Linked DNA regions of Anser cygnoides: region 2 is linked to region 1. The links are chromatin contacts, called in public Hi-C maps. All regions are on one chromosome and are shown on one strand. The core of a region is the stretch at or near the end of the contact, and the rest is flanking DNA. Distances in the headings are between cores, read along the strand shown.

Region 1 (3,451 bases), core at 31-2,530:
TCATATCCCATTTTTACAGACTGGCTCCAGGGCATTCACTGGAAGCCTCAAAATCTCTGCACAGACATATGCACGTATTTAGGCATGCTGTACCTACTGCATGGCAAGGTTAATAACAGACTTTTAGCAAGGCAGTGCACTGACGACACTTCACCTTTCTCAAGGAAGGTTCATTACGCAAACTCCCCAAACACATTAAGCATTCTCTGACGGTATTACCGAGTATGTATGACTTACGACGAAGAAAGATCCATTCGTTTTGGGTGCCCTTAGGCTGGAAAGGAGATGGGGGGAGTGGCGCGGAGTGGGCACTCATCTCTATAGGGAAACTAATTGCAAGAATCATCTGCCCAAAAATATGGAAGGAAATGGCTGCTGCAGTCACTTCAAACTGATAGTGGATAGGAAGAAACATATCTAATATTTGGGAGCATTTCTGCTACAAAATTCACCATCCATTAATGTTTTCAACAGATTTGTTTGTACTAAATGTACCGGGGCTGTTGCAAACATGCAGGACGTACTACCTGATTTCCCCTGAATATCCTTCACTAAATGATCCTATTTATTTTTAGGCTGTTCTTTAGCACTAATTACCATAGTAACTGAAAACAGTACAAAGATTAATTAATTTATTCAGCACAACACCCTTGTTAAGAGAGAAGTGTTATCATTATTATATCCTTTCATCATCTAAGAAAAGAAGTGCTGAGAGATGAAGCAGTTGGTTCAAGGTCATGCAAGCACCACCCAGGTTGCCTCAAAGCTCCTGGAAAACTTCGTGGCAGCTCCACTTCTCACCTCTTGAGCCACTGGACAGGGGTGAAAGATTCTTTTTTTTCCCAAACAGAGAATCAATAAGGCTCAGTAAACCACGCATTTCTCCCAGTCTCTCCAAGGTGGCAGTATCTCTGTGGTCTGCCCAAGGTTTTCAGTGGCTTTCACCGAACATACCAGCTTTTCCATGGACCATGAAACCACGAAAGCCTGTGATCCAGAAGTTTTAAAGCATCTCCACAGACACAGCTTATCCATCACGAAAACTGCAACTGAGAGACTGTCTGCATTTTGAGGAACATGAAGCTAACAATAAGACAAAGTGAACCCATTCTTCTCTCCAGAATTACTTATTTTCTGGGCACCTTCCCCTGAGACAGACAGCCTACAGCCACTATTCTTTCTATTTGGTTATTCACAATTGCACAGAAATATTTCAGAGCAAAAACGCATTTTAATTTGGCCAAATCCTTAGCGAGTGCAAGCTGACATTGCTCCTTCAGCTTTAGCCCAGCCCTTGCCAAGAAATCCAGCCCTTGGCAAGATGAGAACCAAGCATACATACTCCCAGATGTGTAAAGCCACAGAAAATAAAGCTGGGTGAAACTGTGAAATATGAGCCTACAACATCCTACGAACCTGTGCCAGAGGATCCGTGCTGATAGGGAATCTGCTGTGGGTGATCTCAATGGCACAGATCAATCAGGACAACAGCTGGCCAGCCTCCTGCCTCTCTGGCAGCCATGCAATCAGACGTGGAGCACGAGAAGGGAGCCTGAGTGCAAGGTATTAACCCACCACCTTTACCTCAGAAATCATCACCAGCCAGCCGTAACAACAGAAGACGGAGAAACAAAGGTCCCCCACAGGAATGTAAGTAATTACACGCAGAAGTTTACATTTTTGGAGAAGAATGGATCCGGTGAAAACACCAGCCTTCAGTGTTTATAGAAAACAGAGAGAGACTCACTTGGCTGCACGTTGTTCCATCTCACCTCACCAGCTCTGCTGCTCCCTCCTTTTATCTGCAAACTTTGACACGTCCACACTCCCCAGCTCCAAAGACCTTATTTTGGTCAAATGTGATCAGGATAAACTGCACTTTGTTCCAACAGCAAACACTACTAATCACCTGTAATGTGCCTGGTCAGCAAACGACGGGCACAGATTCTTACTGCTGAGTCAAAACAGAACAACCATGCTCACCAGCAAGTTTCAAGCGAGGTGTTTTCCTGTGGGAAATGCTATTTCAAATAAAAATATTCCAGAGAAACATGCCCATTTCAGGCACATTTCTTCTGCCCATCCAGCCCCTCAACAGCCCTCCACGCGGTTGGATGTGGAGCCCAAGCTGTGGAGCCTGACCTGGTCCTCACCAGCCCAGGGCTTCCAGGTTTGTGGCTTTTTGACAGGGTGACTTGTCAAGCTGCCCCAGAGCTACAGGTCCCTAAATCTCACAGGCTCCTGGGCTTCCCCCAGCCTGGGGGAGTGCAGGAGACCCCATGTGCAGTGCTGCCCAGGCCAGGAGGAGTGTGATGGTGCTCCTCACCATTTCTGCTGTCCATAAGTCTTGGCAGTTCTTGTCCTGAATGAGGGGTGCACTGACAGGGATGCCTGGAAATGTTCAGGGCCAGGTTGGATGGGGCTTTGACCAACCTGGTCTGGTGGGAGGTGTCCCTCCCCATGGGGTTGGAAACAGGTGATCTTTCAGGTTCCTTCCAACACAAACCACTCTGTGATTCTCTGACAGGATGAGAGACCTGACTGTGGTTATTAGGCATCCCAAATCTGGGAACTGCCCCGCACAGGATTCTAAAAGGTTCCCTCTCAATTTGGAAATAAACAAAATCTCCAGGGTTCAAAACATCCCAAGAGACTGTGCTCATTTTTATAGCCTTTCTCACTGCAAATCTCACACGGCCATTAGCACTTCTTCAGATCTGTTGGCTGCTCTTAATTATGCCTGACACACTTGTAAACCCTAGGGTGATAGGAATTAACAGCCAGGTTTCTCCACTACCAAGTGACGAAACTGTTTGCCATTCAAGCTGGCACCAAGAGGAATGGGGGTGAGGGGCCATAAGAAGAGCTATCTACCCCTCACTCCCTTAATAAAAGCAACACCAGTAGTAACTGATGGCCAGGACATAAGGAGCAGATGGTTGGCAAAGACAGATTTAGAAGTAGCCTCCCTAACTTAAAGCGAGGTCACAAATTAAGCCACTAAGGCCAAAATACCACATCTTCATAGCTTTGCCCAAGCAAAGAGTAAGGCTATGGTCATTAAGCTCACTCTCAGTAAAAGCTTTTATTTGCAATGCAGCATCTTCTTTCTAAAAGAGATTTTCATTTATGGCTACATGACAGGATTCTGTGTTATTCAAAATGCTGAGAGAGACCATGAAGTGACAAATTTTGCTCTCCCATTACAGCTTTATGCTTCATCTGCCATTGACTGAATTTGCCTGATACCTGAAGAGAAACCTAATTAAAATATTCTTCCCTTCCTCCCCCAAGAATTTGCTATTAGACTTACAAAATGCCACCATCCCCAAATATATAGTTTTAAATAAATCTCAAATGCACATGCCTCTCACTGATATAGGTCAGTGGGTGCTTGACTGGGAATCAGCTTGAAGTAGCGCACTAAGATACCCAACTATTATTACAGGAG
Region 2 (3,601 bases), core at 161-2,660, 720 kb after region 1:
CTGCCTGCCCAGCCGCACTGCGCCCAGCCCCCGGGGACCTACTCCAGGGGAAATGCATTTTACAAACAGACGCACCACACTTGTGAGTTTGAAAATATAGTTGCACCAAAATCTCCTCCTCCTCAGGTGTAGCAAGTATGATTTTCTCCACTATTTACAATACCCAGACTGCTGGTTAAGAGTATGTTTTCGTTCCTAACAAAAAAGCGATTTTCTTCTAATAGCAGGCATGCTCCAGTCTTTATTCCAGAAAGCTTTCTCTTTGTGTTTTGCAGGTCTTCATCCTAAAATGGGGATGTAGAGCCGTTCTTACAACATTTTAAGATGTGATATATGTCACTCTCTGGCTTTCCATGCCTTCCCCCTGCAACCTTCCACCTCTCAGTGCTGCAGCACAGCCTTTCCTGCTTTGCCCATAGGATCAGATGCCACAGCCCCGGTCCCCCCTCACAGTTCCCCATCCTGTTAGCAGCTGCCCCCTTTCCCAGCTGCACCAGGGAAGAAAAGAGCTGCTGAGTGCACAAGGCAAGGACCTGCCATCCCGGGGGAGCAGAGAAGTGCTTTAACAGGGCTCCCTGGGCTTCAGGAGGGTGCGAGAGGAGATGCTGCCAGTGCTGAGCTTACTGTGGGGTGGCACCTACCTCCCTTCTGTCTGACATCAGGTTAGCTGGGTAACAAGAGGAAAGGGAGAGTCTTACAGACCTAGGGAGCCCCTCATCCCCTTGTTTTATAATACTGTGGTGCATATGGGTAATAATTTTTATTTTTATTTTTTTTCCATGAGAACAGCAACATAAAGATTACCAGGGTTTCCTCTCCTTACTCCCTGCCTGCCTCTCCAGGAAATCCACCGCTGCTGTGACAAGCAGCTAGCAGCTGTACGCTCTTCTTGTAGTACCATGGCAGAGCTTTAACACAGAATTTAGTATCTGGAGAAACAAGATCCTTGATCACTATGCTTTTAGGTTTTCAGATTGTTAATCTTGAATACACAGCCAAGGGAGAAGGCCTTTCCTGTCTGTTCTCAGTTACATCATTCAGGAATTATGACTGAAGCTAATCACATTGCTTCAGCACTATCTGCATCGTATTTTGCTTTTCTTCAGAGGCAGCCTCTCACCCATTAGCATCATTATTACCTGGCTGGATGTACATTCTCATGAATACTTTCACATTTTAGCCAGATGGAGCATTTTTGTAATTATACACCCAGCAGCTTATGGCCGGGTACTTTCTTTCTACCTGATTCCTGCTCAGCAATTTGGTTTTGAAGTTGCTCCCACCCAAACCTCTGCTAAAGGTACCACAGAGGTAATCTTTGAAGATTGACAGGTCCCAAACTTCATGAGTTTGATCTAGTTCTGGCTTAAGCTACCAGTTATGCTACCCCAAGCCATTCAGTCCAGCCATTTCTATTATGTGCATGTGACTGAATCTTATTGCAAAAGAACGAGTTAATGATTTGCAGTCCTGGCAAGCCTCTGGTTTCTTTTAAACTTAACTTTTGTAAGCGATGTTCTCAGGTAGTTTCAGTGCTTGTAAAGCTACTGCGTTACTCTGGAGATCTTTTTACCTCTGGTTGACAACATTGTCCATTTCTAGAGCTGCTTGGCTGCCCCCATAGCACCATGTGGTAAAACTTTATATACTCTCCCATTGCCTTTGCTTTGTAGCTGCACTCTTAAAAAAAACAAAACAAAAACTAGAAGAACTGAAGTTACTTCCTTCGGGTTCACGCCAGGTTCTCTTCAAAGCAATTCAGAGAACTTGGTTTGCTCAATCTTTTGACACGAATTAGGTCTGTTTCCAGTTCCAGGTAATGCACTTGACATACACAGCACTGGCAAGAGACTGGTGTTTGTTTCTTGGATAAAATTACACAACACGTGCCCTTGTTATCAGTCCCTGATCCATTATCTTTGGCATCTGCTGCACAGAAGCTGCTGTTATGCAATGGAAACTCAGAAGATCTCTTGTACTTCGCTCACTTCTCCTCTAACCCAAGAAACAAGTATAAAACAGCTCACTGAATGCAAGGAAACCTCCACCTGCAAGCTCTTCTCGCGATTGCCACAAAGTACTTCAGAGCTGCTTGCACTTCTCCAAGTCTGTTTCCATCCCCTAATGACACAGATCATTGCCATCCTAATACCAGCCAGTAAAAGCCCAGCGTGTATGGATTTTCCTTATAGCTTTGAATGGAAAAAGGGAAGAATCATGGAGAACATCAGCTTTTGTTCTGCTACATATAAGCTTGCTTTGGTAGAAAAGTTGAAGAAATATAGGAACATGCTTTGAAATAGGATTTTTAAAAGGAAACTGCTCTTTATCTTCCATTTGAGAGAAAAATGCGTGAAGGACTGAATAAGTTGAACGAAAAAAAACAAAAAGGAACTGAGGGAACTGCTTGGGCAAAAGAAGAGAGGGGGTGGAGAAAACTCAAAAGCAACAGGAAAAGGGCAGGCACAGATTGTCAATTAACTTCAGATCAAAGGAAAATCCTGATCAAAACCTCTCTCTTCTTCTAAGAGGCATCGCCCATTTCTAGTACCTGCTGCAAAGAAATGAGCATGCTTTAGATGCAGACCCAAGAGAACGAGCCTGATACCTGTAAAGCTTGCAGAACACTTTTCACAGCTGACACCCCAGGCAAAAAGAACCAGAAAACCCATTGTAGTGTAGTGCAGAACAGCAGTTGCGGTGGTCGTTCACTGGTCATTTTCCCTCTGTGCTGGCTGCGGGAGAGCTGCAGCACAGACCAGCATCTGTCACCCTGTGCACTTCTCCACAGGCACATTTCCCCCTTCATGACTGCCCAGGAAGTACCACATCATCTGTCCAAAACCAGCATAGAAGCTCCAAGAAGGTAGCTCCTGGCTGGACTGAGCCGATCTAAACCTCAGACGACCATGCACCTCTCAGTGCTAGCAATGCTGGATGAAGAAAGCTTTGCAGCACCTACCCCTGTAGCTGTTCTGCAGCTACACAAGTTTTGCCATCAGGCCACCTGCTTGTCTCTGTACTGGCAGCTGACACGTGCACCTTTGGCAGGAGGCTTTCAGGCAGGTGAAACAAAACATTTCTTAATTACAGCAGCAGAGCAAGGCTGGATCTGAATAGAAAAATCAACACCAAAACGAGAGCAGGTGTAGAAAGGGAAGAGTTGTCACTTTGCAGTTTGGTTGCACACAATTCATGGCTGTGATTAATTCATTAAAACATCAGAATTCCAACCGAGCTCAGGCTCAGCCAGGCCATTGTATCTGGCATTGTAAGTGGCCCATTTGGAAAACACAGCCAGGTTGTTTTCCAGCTTTTCTAACCTCTAACCTTAAAAAAAAAAAGCCTTGACAGGTAGGAATTTCCTGGCTACAGTCCATGCTCCAGCCTTTAAGCAGTGGGAGAGACGGGAAACGATCATTTGTAAAGTTTAAATTTTCACTTTTTCCTAGCTTTCTAGTGGGCAAACAATCCACTTGACTCTTCCAGAGCCTAAGTCACAGCTGTAACCATGTTCACTTGGCCTTTATAGTTCCTGTGTGAAATGGTGATATTTATAGCAACTTTCTCAGTCCCTCGTTTAGTTGACTCGTTATTGCTA

What was found. Hi-C and Micro-C count contacts between places; a contact is called where the count stands out from the background.
Region 2: a Hi-C map of liver shows a contact between it and region 1, with 3 times the contacts expected there. The contact joins two enhancer-like sites. A contact is called at or near these places in 2 of 7 Hi-C or Micro-C datasets (both in liver).

The regions. Positions count from the first base shown.
Region 1 is chr2:82,242,366-82,245,816 of Taihu_goose_T2T_genome, forward strand. All of the region lies in intron 2 of RNF152 (ring finger protein 152), which reads right to left. Among named protein-coding and RNA genes, the nearest start is that of RNF152, 43 kb to the right of the region's middle. Within about 2 kb of position 1,281, at least 1 of the 3 cell types and tissues checked has open chromatin away from gene starts, as enhancers often do. A contact at or near this core is called in liver, where this site is marked.
Region 2 is chr2:82,964,306-82,967,906 of Taihu_goose_T2T_genome, forward strand. No RefSeq gene overlaps it. Among named protein-coding and RNA genes, the nearest start is that of KDSR, 6.1 kb to the left of the region's middle. Within about 2 kb of position 1,411, at least 1 of the 3 cell types and tissues checked has open chromatin away from gene starts, as enhancers often do. A contact at or near this core is called in liver, where this site is marked.